Regions from separate parts of the Oryctolagus cuniculus genome. Here region 2 is linked to region 1. Evidence: chromatin contacts called from public Micro-C data. All regions are on one chromosome and are shown on one strand. The core of a region is the stretch at or near the end of the contact, and the rest is flanking DNA. Distances in the headings are between cores, read along the strand shown.

Region 1 (2,963 bases), core at 255-2,754:
GCCACTTCCACAGGCCTTTTTTTTTTTTTTGCCGGATCGCCGCTTACTCACGCCTCCCGTCCCGCGGCTGCCCGACCTCTTCTCCTAACGGGTCTCCGCCGCGCACTTCCACCCCGGGCCGAGCGGCGACAGCCACCGTCCGCGTCGGCCGGCCGGCGGGCGCGCAGGCGGGCGGGAGCGCGGGCGGCCGAGCGGCCGGCGCCCTCCCCTGCCCGGCCGGGCGCATGCGCGCGGCGCTCCCGGGCGCGCCGGCCACACTCCCCCCACCCACTGCCGAGCTTGTCACTTCCTGCCCTCGCCCCATCTCCGTCCGGGGTCAGTCAGTCGCTCCCTGTCGCTGCCGTACAGTCTCTGCTTCCCCCTTCCTACCCGCTCCGCGGCGGCAGCTCAGGCTCTCCGGGGAGGGGGAGACGAGAGAGAGAGAGAGAGAGAGACCGACTTAATAAAAGTTTCCTGAAACAACAACTACTACCAAAAAGCCCACGGTGGGGGGAGACCCCCGTTCTTCTCCGCCCTCTCCAAAAGCCTGAGGGACCGTTGCAGGTGGAGCGGCGCTGGGAGGAGCCGGGCTGCGGCGGCGGCAGCCGTTGCCCCGGCGAGGGGCGCCTCGGGTCCCGCCCGCTCCGGCTCCGGCTCCTTCGGCGGCCGCCGCTGCGGCTGCCAGGCGGTTCCTCCTGTCAACTGCCCGCGCCCGCGCGCCGCCCGCCCGGCCGCCCCACAGCGCGGAGGGACGCCGTGAGCCGCCGCCGCCGCCGCCGCTGGTGAGCTGCGGCGCTTCCGCCTCAGCGCCGGCGGGGACTCTTTGGGAGCGCGTCGGCCCGAACCCCGCTTCCCTTCGCGCGGTCCGAGGGGGGCTGCGCCAGGTGGGGCCAGCGGCCGCCTCCCGCGCCAGGCTGTCCCGGTGGCCGTCCGGCCTGCCCGCCTGCCTTCCGCCGGCCCGCCCTAGGAGTTAAGTAAGTTGGGCGCACTTGGGCTTTGGGGACCGGGGTCCCGCCGAGGAGACCCCAACGCACGTGCGTGGCGGGAGGACGCGGGGTGGGCCGGCCGGGGGGCCGGCCGCGCGCGGGAGCGGAGCCCTGGCCGGCCCGGAGCCCCGCAGCCCGGCCGTGCCCGCCGCGCCCCGAGGGCCCCTCGCCGCGCGCCGGCCCGCCCGGGACGGCGAGGCCGCCGCCGCCGCCGCCGCCGCCCGCGCCCGCCGGCCAGGCCTTGGCCGTGCGCTGCGCTGCGCGCCCGCGGCTGCGTTTCCGGGTAGGGCGAGGAACCTGTGCGAGGAGTCGGGGGCTGGAGGAAGGGATCGTGCGCCCTGCTGCTTTCGTTTCGGGAGGAACGCGCGCGACGCTGAAGGCGAAGGGGAGGCGGGTGCTGGGGGACCGCGTGTGGGAAGTGCAGCCGGAGCCCCCCTGGGAAGTTCAGGGTGCGTGACGAGTTTGTGCTGCTTTCCGCAGGCAAGGCGCGATGAAGAGCTTCTCCCAGTGAAAGGAAAGTAGGTCGCACCCACTGAAAATGCCTTTAAGGGACAAATACTGTCAGACTGACCACCATCACCACGGATGCTGTGAACCAGGTATGCCCCTCCTCGCTCTCGGTCGCAGCCGCTCTGCCTTCTCCTTTTCACCTTAGGGTTTCCTTTTCCTCCTGCCCAAGAATCGCTCCTGAAGCAGGGCAGGCTGTAATTTTCCCCAGCGTAAAACCAGTGATGAAGCTAAAAGCTTGTACGGACGAGATCTCCCCTGCCTGATCCCTTAAAGGAACTCCTGCAAGTGTCACCCCCAATCATTTCCACGAGATCAGCCGCTCAGGCCTGCAGTATACTCCTGCGCCCCGTGAATATTTAAAACCCAAGAGGAGGGCAGGCTTTGGTAGTGGGACGCCAGCGTTCGTCTTGGTGAAAATTGTTCCCTTGCAGCTGAAGTGAGAGGTTCTGATGCTGAAAGTCTAAACAGGACTTTTGGGTGAACACGTTCGTGGAACTCTTCCGGGGCCTCAGGTTTTGCTAAGTGCAACCTTTAAAAATACAAATTCCTGGACAGAACATACTGTATTGCAAAATAATGGGAAAAACTCCTCACTATTTAGATTGAGTACAGAAGCATTTTAAAGGTCTTTATTCAATGGCACTTTTTTTTTTCCTTCCCCAGTTGAGTTTATGGAAGGGAAAAGTATGAGCAGACTCTAATTTGATTAGTGATAGACTCTTGACAGTTTTTCTACTTAGAATGTTGATGTGTTTTGTGACACACATCCAGAGGTACAACTTTAAAAGGGTTCGTTATATACATGCAGTCACTAAATCAAACACAGGCCATCTCAGTCTACTTTAAAAGTAGGTGCATATCACTATTTTGCACCTAAATATTTTCTCTGTTTTTTTTTAATGTTTTTGCTTATTTTTTGTTTTCTCATTACACTTATGTACTTGGATTTTATCCCAGTAGGGTTCCTTTTAATGGGAATTATGATTAATGGGAAAATAGTATCAGAGAAAGGGAGGAATTTACCTTTTCAGAAAACTTGGGTACATGTGTGAGTAAAATTTATACCTCAGTCTATCTCTATTATGCTTTGCTGAGATTAGTAGCAACTCACCTGCACTAATAAAACAGGCAGTCCTAGGATGTGATCCAATTTGCATTCATCTGCCCTTGACCTAACTTTCAGTAGCTGTTTACATTGCGTATTTTGTATATTTGAAGTGAAGATAGATCACTTAGTTTCACTGAATGTTGAATGAGGCTTGCTAGTTTTGAAGTATGAAGTTGTGGATGGATGCCCTTTTATATTTTACGTTCCGCTGTTATTCCATTTTTTTTCCTTAAAAACACTTTGAAGTCACTGAGGTTGAATTGATTAGAAAATAGTCTTATTTAGGAAGAAGTTTATTTGTGTTTTCATTTCTTAAACAGATTACTATTGAATACATATTGGGTGCCCTACTATTGAATACATATTGGGTGCCAGCCGTT
Region 2 (2,963 bases), core at 231-2,730, 270 kb before region 1:
TGGGTGCTGGTTCAACTCCTGGCTGCTCCACTTCTGATCCAGCTCCATGCTAATGGCCTGAGAAAGCAGCAGTGGCTGGCCCAAGTGCTTGGGCCCCTGCACCCACGTGCGATACCCGGAAAAAGCTCCTGGCTCCTGGTTTCAGATTGGCCCAGCTCTACCGGTTGCAGCCATTTGGGGAGTGAAGCAGCAGATGGAAGATCATCTTGCTCTCTTCTCTCTGTAACTCTACCTCTCAAATAAATTAATTAATTAAAAAAAAACTTTGTAAAACAAAAACTATGATAGCTTGGAAGAAACTGTCATAAACTATATTTGCTGTTCCATATGGAAAAGTCAGCATTGTAATCTGAAATGAAATCCAGAAGTTACGGTTACTGTAACCAGAAAATATGGTAACAACCAAAAAAAAAAGTCAGGTTCTAGGATTTGAGAAGGTTGGGAGTTGAATCACCCAGGGGGCAGGTGATACAGCAAATTTATATTTCAAAATGATGCAGCTAAAATGTTTAAAATGAAGTTTGCAGGGTTAAAGTCAAACATGAAGAAAGTGGGGAACAACAAAATCAGGCAGACTGCCCAGCGGAAGGAGCACGGGGTGGGGAATCAGAACACTCGGGCCCTCATCCTGGCGCCAACCCAAACCACCATGTGCCCTCAAGCTAGTCTCCTGCTCTCCCTAAACCGACTCCCCTTATCTGTAAGAGGCGGGGTAGCAACACAGATCGCCAGGATTCCTAACGGCCTAACATGTTAAGAGTCAGGACACAAGGACCCGGCGCTCTCGGGCCTAGACACTAGACACCAGAAATACGAGGGAGAAGACGGCTGGAGGGCCAGAGAGAACTCGGAGTTAATGACTGAACGTCGGGCAGAGAGAAGCCTTCGCGGTGGCCACGGAACACAGCACCTGTCCGGACCTCGCAAACCTGCAAACTGCTCAGCCTGTGTCAGTACGGACAGAAAGACGGCGAGTGGGAGGGCAAACATCAACAAATCGTCGCTCTCCGTCAGTAATCGATCAGTCCTGCAAACAGCCCGGGAATCCAAACGCCACGACCGCGAACACCACGGCGGCCCCGCACGCCGGAGTGTCCGGAAGACAAGGACCGAGGGGAGTCGGTCCCAGTTTCCGTCTAGCGAGGACTCCAAGGAGGGGTGAAAAGTGAGGAAGGGGTCGGGAGAAAGGGGACCTGGGGGGTCACGCAGGCTGGCGGGAGGGGAAGCAGAGTCGACGCCTGACCCTAGCCCAAAGGCAGGCAGAGGGGCCGGGGTCCCGGGCCCCGCTCTCACCATCTTGACGATGCCCCGCTGCACGGTGGGGACCGCGGGTCCCCCAGAAGGGCCGCCGCTCTGCGCGGAGGAGGCCATGTGTGGAGAAGCAAAGGCAGCGAGTGGTGCGGACCGGCAGGCTGGAGGCACCAACGTGGGTGTCGGGCGCTGGTGAGAGGCTGCTGAGGCCAGGCGCTGGCAGGAGACCTGCTGCAGGAAATGCACGGATCGGACGCGCCGGGTGATTCCAGGAGCTACAGCGGGACTCACAGCTAAAGAGGAGACGCGATCGCCGCGGCCGCCACACGTTCTACTCGCCGCGCAAGCGTGCCAGAGCGCCACCGCCCTCCAGCCAATCAGCTCCCAGAGCCCGCCGGACCTCGAGCCAATAGGCACCCTGCCCTCGGAGCCCCGCCCCACAGTTCCAAAACGAGGGGCGAGCACCAGGAAGCGCTGAAAGAGCTGATTTGCGGTGACGGGATAAATATGGGGCGGGACTTCCGGGGCAGCCGGCGTAGGTAGTGTCGGGAGGTGTAGTGGGAAGGAAAGGACACGTCAGCGTCTGGCCGAGGGGCGCGAGGGGCCATGGGAGCCCCAAGGGTGGAGCCGCCTCGCCCTCTTCCTTGGCCCCGCCCGTTAAGCCCAGCGCCGCCGGCGGCCAAGCCGCCCTCGGGGACCGAGCTGTGTGTACTCGGGAACCCGGGAGGCCAAGTTTGTAGGCGTGTCGGTATTGGCCACTGCCCAACTTCCGGCTCGGCGCCCGAGCTGAGGATGGGGAGAACTTGGGAGTCAGAGCCTTGACTTTCTCCCCGGGATGCCGGTCTTCTCCAGAGCTCGCCGCGCGCCTTCTGTCCTGCTCCAGTCTGCGGCGCCGGGATCCAGCGCTTGCAGGGCGCTCCGTTCATGTTTGCTGCATGTCGCCGAGAGGGCTGACGTGTCCGCTGCTCGGGGGCGAAGGACCGGCCCTGGCTTTCCAAATGCTCCTGGGACTTTGGTCGGAAAAGCCTCCCGGAAGAGACCAAGGCTCCTTGGCCTGGCCAAGTGCAGTGAGCGCCTCCGACCCCAGCTTTTTGCGACAAGAGCCAGGGCCTGCGAACGCTTCAGTGGATATTTACCGAGAACTGGTATTCGTCACGCGCCCATTCTGTGGAGCCGGGCGCCTTGCGTGTATTACGTCACTTAATGGTAATTCCCGGCTCCACGCAGGGTTCCGGTTACCCTCTGGCTCTTTGGAGAAGAGGTTGCTTGCTTTTTACTCCAGGATCAACTTTGGGGTCACCATTTTCCTAGGTCCCCAGTGCCCCCTTCCATACAATGAATTCACTATCCTCTGGAAAAAAAAGTCTTTGTGGAGCCTCGTTCCATCTGTTTATAGAATTGTGCCTCTGATTGAGACTGTCTGCCCTTCCCAACTCCCACCCCTTCGCTCGCTGAAATTGTTTTTTAAAAAAGATTTATTTATTTATATGAGACAGTTACACAGAGAGAAAAGGAAAGGCAGAAAGAGAGAGGTATTCCATCCACTGGTTCACTCCCCAATCAGCCGCAACGGCTAGAGCTGGGTTGGATCAGGAGCTTCTTCCAAGTCTTCCATGTGAGTGCAAGGACTTGGGCCATCTTCTACTGCTTTCCCAGGCCACAGCAGAGAGCTGGATCAGAAATGGAGCACCCAGGACGCGAACCGGTGCCCA

Evidence for each region. Hi-C and Micro-C count contacts between places; a contact is called where the count stands out from the background.
Region 2: a contact with region 1 is called in a Micro-C map of ear pinna, with 5 times the contacts expected there. The contact joins the promoter of SND1 here to the promoter of ZNF800 in region 1. A contact is called at or near these places in 2 of 6 Hi-C or Micro-C datasets (ear pinna and an unstated tissue).

What each region holds. Positions count from the first base shown.
Region 1 is chr3:163,846,046-163,849,008 of mOryCun1.1, reverse strand. It overlaps ZNF800 (zinc finger protein 800), which reads left to right and starts at 1,504. Exons shown (of 4, transcript NM_001171278.1): 1 at 1,504-1,564. The coding sequence starts at 1,504.
Region 2 is chr3:164,117,605-164,120,567 of mOryCun1.1, reverse strand. SND1 (staphylococcal nuclease and tudor domain containing 1) reads right to left here and starts at 1,480. Exons shown (of 24, transcript XM_002712078.5): 1 at 1,294-1,480. The coding sequence starts at 1,371.